2 separate regions of the Danio rerio genome follow, and region 1 is linked to region 2. The links are chromatin contacts, called in public Micro-C maps. All regions are on one chromosome and are shown on one strand. Each heading gives the region's core, a stretch centred on a gene start, on an enhancer-like site or on the middle of the called end of the contact. The rest is flanking DNA. Distances are from core to core; before and after follow the strand shown.

The links. Hi-C and Micro-C count contacts between places; a contact is called where the count stands out from the background.
Region 1: a contact with region 2 is called in a Micro-C map of caudal fin, with 3 times the contacts expected there. The contact joins the promoter of myo18aa here to the promoter of phf12a in region 2. A contact is called at or near these places in 1 of 18 Hi-C or Micro-C datasets (caudal fin) and 1 of 4 datasets of contacts at active chromatin or transcription factors (caudal fin).

The regions. Positions count from the first base shown.
Region 1 is chr10:42,133,973-42,137,700 of GRCz12tu, forward strand. It overlaps myo18aa (myosin XVIIIAa), which reads right to left and starts at 1,924. Exons shown (of 41, transcript XM_073915088.1): 1 at 1,841-1,924.
Region 2 is chr10:41,880,125-41,883,663 of GRCz12tu, forward strand. It overlaps phf12a (PHD finger protein 12a), which reads right to left and starts at 2,026. Exons shown (of 15, transcript XM_001919920.9): 1 at 1,567-2,026; 2 at 1,137-1,318. The coding sequence starts at 1,632.

The sequences.
Region 1 (3,728 bases), core at 674-3,173, 250 kb after region 2:
AAAACTTATGTGTCAACTTCCAAGCTTTAACCCGAGATATATTAGGAAATAATGAAATTCAAAAATATCTTGCTGTAGGTAGAGACAACGAGCAGAGAGCATTCCTTATAATCTTATTGTTACATTGTTGTTTTACAACATTAATATTTTCAAGCAGTAAAGAGAGTTTTTTTTCTTTTCTTTATTTATTTCTTTTCTTTATTTATTTTCTTTATTTCTTTTCTTTATTTATTTATTTATTAATGCTTAATGTTACAAGAACATCATAACAAAGTCCAAGGGATCACAGACAGATCTTTAAAAAAGTCAACAATGTACATAGTCATAAGAAAAAATCTTTAAAAAAAAAAACATACAAATAATAATACCATTCGACAGAAAGGGAAATAATAATAATAATATTAATAATAATAAATAATAGAATTATAGAAATAATCATAAAATAATAATAATACTAAAAATACTAAATTAAACAGATGAATGAAATTACAATAACACTTAAACAAATAACCGTAAGGAAAGCATCGCAAATCGAGAATCTTCTTTAAATACATCTGCATAATATTTCAGGAATCTAAGATTTTTTTTTATTCTTAATAAGATGAAGTGATTTTAGGAGGGAGTTAAATTCTATTCTAAAATAAGCAAAGGATGTGTAATTATTTGCGAATTTCTGTTTGTGAATGAAAAATTTGCCATACAAGATAAATATATATATAATGAGTTCAGGGATTTAGCTTTTGGGTTACTATAATAAAAAATAATGTATTTTAGACTAAAGCAATTCACCGCATTGGCAGAAGCAAATATATTAGAATTTTGGATTTAATTTATTTATTTATTTATTTTTTAATACAAGAATAATAACATCACTGCATTGAAGAAAAAATACAATAACAAAAAATAAGTAAAAAGAGAGAAAAAGCCTCAATCATTAAGAAAAAAGATTATCATTAGCTTTAAGAAACGTATTATTCTTCTTCTTATTAATAAGCTTAAGAGACTCAATTTTGTACGAAATTTCAACAAGGAAAGTATTAAATATGGGTATTGTTTTTAGGATCTTATTTTTGTGTATAAAAAAATGTACATTGTAGCCTACCACAAAAAAAATAATGATCATGCTCTCGATCTTATGAGAATTTAGGAGTGACAGCAGTAAAGAGAGTTTACGTGACGAAAGACCTTAGTGTGACGTCGAACACTCTGATTGGCTGTTCCTACCTTTCCTGACAGGTACAAAAATCGGTAAGAGAGCCGTAGGGCTTTATACCATCGACAACAAAATATACGGTTCGTTTAAGAAAGACATGTAAACCTACATTATATAATAGATACATTAGCAATGATCTCAAATCGATCAGTTTTTTCTGATTATCCAAACAAACCCAGAAGAATGAATCACTTCCTGAAACTCCTCATCTCCAGAGCGCTCCCTCTTCGAGCTGACTTAAACTCTATTTTACAATTGCAAATCAATTTCATGCAAAACATTTCATCTGCATATTCATGTCTATTATGTAAAGTAAAATTAAACTCTTTAAACTACCGGCGGAAACTTCCACTGTTTCAGCTCTGAATGTAGGTTAAACGTACAAGGCTTTTAAATGACATTCTGTACTTAATACACTATTCAGATCGTATACTTATATGCTGCTTTTATACCGCGATTTATTTGATTTTGCATTAAGGCACACCAACTGGCTTAAAGGTGAATGTTTTGGTGTGCGTAATGCGCTTCTCTAAGCCTCTTTATTCCGCGTCAACGCGAATAGACAGTCTGTTCACCTGTACAGTGAAGTAAAAAAAACAAAACACCGCTAAATATAAACAAACTCACCGCTGGAACAAGCGCTGAAATATTCTGGCGATGCCCGGTGCGCGCTGAACTGCAGCACCGGTCCTGTGGAAACCCGTCTTTAGCGTCTGTGGGACGCGCACTACCAGCTGAGCGCGCTCCCGCCTCACTGAGCCCTGCTGGAAAGGATCTCCTCAAGAAGAGTCCAACACAGCAAGTGCATCATTTCTGCATGACTAAGAGACTTTCAAACCTACTTTAAAACTTAGAAAAGTTGGTTTTGCCTGATGTAATATAAAATACTAAATGAATAGGCTTAAAACAATATTAGTTTTAAAATACCTTATACAGGCTACAATTCATTCGAAAAATGAATGCCCTGTATATTAATCAAGTTGATCTGTAAGAATAAAAATAACAAATAGCCTAATAATGATGAATAGTATTGACATAAACACACTGTAAGTGCATGTTATTTATCGTTTTTCTTATTTTTCTTATTTATCATATACGTGTGCATAAATGTTGCATTGGAATATTCCTGTACGGGATGTGTATTTTGATGTTTCACTTGCTTGGGCACAGCGCCCTCTTATGGACGAACTCTCTGACAACACTAATCTCTTCTTATGCATGTTTTTATTATTCTCCAGTTGCGCAATAATCTTGAAAATCCCCATCTGCTGCACATTTGTGATGCGCCCATATTAAATTCATACTAACACAGCGTTTGTTATAGAGTCTTGGAGACTGAATACATCTAAAATGCACACATTTAGTGGAATAAAATGCATGCAATATTTTTTTTAATCTAAAGTTTCACTAATCAAAAAATATAATAAAAAATGGGTCACACTTTACAATAAGGTTCATTCGTTAATGTTAATTAATGCATTTACTAACGGGAACAAACAATAAACATTTACTACTGTATTTGTTCATGTTAACGTTAGTTAATGAAAATACAGTATAGTTCATTGTTAGTTCATGTTAACTCATGGTGCATTAACTAATGTTAACGAGCATGGACTTGGATGTTAATAATGCATTAGTAAATGTTCAATTAGGATTAATAAATGCTGTACAAGTGTTGTTCATGATTAATTCATGTTAGTAAATGCATTAACTAATGAACCTTATTGTAAAGTGTTACCTAAAAATGTATCTACATTTAGGGTATTTAAAATAAACAAAAACTATTATCCTAACTAGCAAAGCATTTACTCAATATAAACCTGAAAGCATATATTTTTACTGTAATGTTGATGAAGAAAGGCCATGATAAAAACAAAAGACTCTTAAAATAGGCCTGGCATCAGTATAGTTTTTCATAAATCACTTGTTATGATTATAAAATTAGTACAGCACAGCAGATATTACAACCACCAGTATGGGATTGCCAGTTAGGCTACTCAATTAACTAATAACTAATTCAATCTTTGTGTTTTTAGACAATGTTGGGCCAAAACTACTCTCAAAGCTGCTCTCATTGCAGTCATGGATTTGAGATGTGTATTCAGATCAGGGGCGGATTTAGTGATTTGAGGGCCCTAAGCAATTCCAGACAATGGGGCCCAAAAGTCCTAAAATGCACCATTTGTACTTTAATTTATTTTGCTGTTTGTTTTGCTTAAATCACTCAATCCCCTTTTCTTCATTTAATCATAATGCAAAATAATAATGGCATGTAAAACTTTTTAAATGATTTGTTTTCTTAAAATGAATTTACCACTGAAAATAATAAATAAAATCTTTCGTTTTTTTTTTTTTTTTTTTTTTTAAGATCTTTACAGATTTGTCTCCTGGGCTGCTCCATGATTGAGGAGGGGGGGGGCACATTTGCACAGATGTAATTATTTAAATAAAAAAATAGTACACCCTTTATTATACAAAATATGATAGAAATTGATGTTATATATAATTTATATTC
Region 2 (3,539 bases), core at 776-3,275:
GCTGAATGCATGCACAAATAACTTCTTGAGCAAGTGCACACCCAAGTCCAAGTTGCTTTGCATTCATGCGAATCAAGCCACAATGACACTGCATGAAATTTAGAACAGCTCCTAAATGCAGTTCTGGTTAGCTAGCCTAGGTCAACATAACAGCATTTACATGAGCAATTTTGTGACACTACATTGTTTCAGACTGAACCAGCAGAGTGAAAGCAGCCTAAAGTCTCAACGAAAACTAAATTAGCAACAATGTTTTGTGCTATATTGTGACACATCTTAGAATAATGGATTAGTGTAACAGAAAACAAAAGGTGGACAGAGGGTTGGTTTTATATTTATAGTGGTTAATTGGATTTTGATACATGTGGACATTGCACTTAAAAGCGAACAGTACCAAATTACTGTTGAAAATCAGTTATAACATAAAAAAACAGAAAAAAAAAACATGCGTTATATTCGCAATATCCAAAACATGCCTTTAGAAAAATGTTAGAAAACTAAAATGGAATATTTTTATATTTTGGTTGTTTGCTCGTTTATACAACAGTGCTATTTTGGTAGCCTAAACAAGTTTTAGCATGTGTGTGTTTTGAAAATGCAGAATGCAGACATGTGAAAACATTGATGTCATGCATATGATTATTACTTATTATCGCATATGTGATTACCTAATAAGAAAAACAACAATAGCAGACTACAGGATAAGTGTAATGTTGCTTTACAAAGTGACATAGCTAACTACTCTGGCCTAGCATGCGTAATATAGTGTTTTTAGTCACTCATGGTTCTGTGTGAACCAGAATTATTTTGTCAACAATGTTGCCTGTAATGCAAAGGAAAAAAAAGCGTCCATTTTCAGTACAACATCATCATGTAAAGCTATCTCTCCATAATGTAGGCACTGTTGCAGTCACATGTCTGTGGCTCATGATTATTTATCAGCTCCCTGCAATACATTTTCCCTGCTCATTCAAGAATTATCAAGCAGATAAATAAACCCTGGCAGCAAACATGATGTTGCATCTCAACATCAGCCAAATCTGAAGCACTTCTAGTTGTCACCTCAACCTTCCTGTTGTGCCCCAACTAAACCTGACCAACAGTAGTGGCTTAAACAGCTCCAGAATCTAACACACCAGCACTGTAGATGGAAAGCAGCAGGACAGTGATCACAGCACAGCAGATCTCCTCCTTCCCGGCAGCTGTCACAGATGTCATGGTTGGTGGCCCTTCCGGATCTCCTGGTGCTCCTGTCCGGCTTTCTGTTCTTCTTCTCTCCGTCCTCAGACTTGGGCGGAGCCAGCAGGGTCTGGATTTTCTGGAGCAGGGAAGAAATTCAGAAACTCCTTATTGAAACATCTGTAACACTACGCGTTTTGCATCACTCCAACTCGAGCCATTGTTGGGCCGTAACCGTGAGCGCGCGTGCGCGCCCATGTGACGAGAGCCTATGCTATGGATGACATTCGTGAGCTGTTAACGTTAGCGGCTACAAAGAGATTGTGAAGCGGCCAGTGGAGACTGGAGAGAGGAATAAATGGGTACATGAGAGTGTGTGTGCTTTACCTCCATCAGCCCACCGGAGGTATCCAGATCGTACATGATCGTCGGGGTCTCCATTTTACCCCACATCAACACCGGTCCCGACTGGTTCCGATTCCGTCAGCCGCTGCACCTCGACCACTGTCAGACGAATAGCCTTTGACCTCTGCCAAAAACACGTAGGATTTCCCGCCCGTGTGTGTTGTGGCTCCGCGCGGGCTCTCCGTTAATCGAGCAGGCGCGCGGAGGCCTCTATCCCCGGTGCTCTGCGAGACTCCGGCCCGGTAACAGAAGGAAGAATAAACACACAGACGTTACCAGTAAATCCATGATGCGAAGACGTCTAACATCAAGCCCCCCTGAAGGCCAGGTCATGCAGAGAACTGGCAGAAGCGGAAAACAAACGTTTTTCTCCCGGTGAAAGGCGACTTAACGGCGGAGCGTCTCTGTTGTGATGAAGGAACGCTCGCGCTTACTGACGCACAAACCCGTGTGCGCATGCGTCGCCCCGTCAGTAGAGCTGGGAGTTCAATTCGTTAAGAGAATCGGATCTTTTTAGTGAACCGGTTCAGTAGAATCATATCACTGATTTGCCACCATCACACACACATCTAAGTAATGAATATATAATGTTAATTATATATAATACTCAATGTTTGAATGTTTATATAATACACATTTGAAATATTGTTGTTTACGATTGTTTGTATTGTTCATGATTCCAACATAGTAGTCAGCAGCAACATGACAGCAGAAGTTTTGTCTTGCTAAGGAGTTAACGCACACACACACACACACACACACATGTAAAACATGTATTCACCCTCCAAAAAGCAACAGAATCATAGCCACCCTGCTAAAAAATCCAGCTTAACCAGCCTAGGCTGGTTTTAGCTGGTCGACCAGGCTGGTTTTAGAGGGGTTTTGGCCATTTCCAGGCTGGTTTCCAGCCATTTCCAGCCTGGTCTTAGCTGGTCAGGCTGGAAAATGACCAGCTAAATCCAACTAAAACCAGCTTGACCAGCCTGGTTTAAGCTGGACATAGCTGGTTGTGGCTGGGCTCCCAGCCTGGTAAGGGTGGTCAAGCTGGTTTTAGCTGGTCATCTTCCAGCCTAACCAGCTAAGACCAGGCTGGAAATGGCTGGAAACCAGCCTGGAAGTGGTCAAAACCCCTCTAAAACCAGCCTGATTGACCAGCTAAAACCAGCTAACCAGCCTAGGCTGGTTTAAGCTGGATTTTTCAGCAGGGCGCGCGTTCATTCGTTGTCATTTTTTGCTATTTAATAAAAGTGAATTGTGACTTAAACAGTCATTCTGCCTACATTAGAAGAAACGTTGTTGATTTGTATAACCATAAAGGTAAATAAACGATGACATTAGTTTACTTTTTGCTAAGCTATCCATTGTTTACAACCGAATAATTTGCAAACACAGTTCGAATCGGTTCGATTGAATTTTTAAAAAGAGCCGAATCAAACAGCGATTCATTCGCGGTCAGGCATCGCTTTTCGTCAACAGTGGAGCCATCTTGCTCTTTTCCTTCGTTTTAAAACGTCCCCGTCTTATTAGTAATTATGGGAATCGCTAAAGTGTCTTTTTGATGACACGAGAAGCTGATTTGATACATCAGCCAGTAAGGCTTCGAAAGCAAATGCCATTATCCGGTTTGTTTACGTGTTCAAGCTTCTTTGTATTGTGAGGGAAAGTTCTGCTCTTTGATTGGTCTGTTTGTCGTCGACGTGACATGAACCAATGAGCGAAAGAGAAGGGATGAAGCAAATTTATGACATGGTTGTGGAGTGGTATTGTTAAAACAAGCGGTGAACAATGACGGTGACTTTATTAGACCTATTCATTTAAATAACAGTTTGTTTATAGATGAGCAATTTTATTTTTAGTCACGTGTATCAATTTAATACAATTATCAGGGTGCGAATTAAAGGGGGCTTGATCCTCTGAAAGACATCAAAACAAGATGTATGGGGGTGTCACCCCTT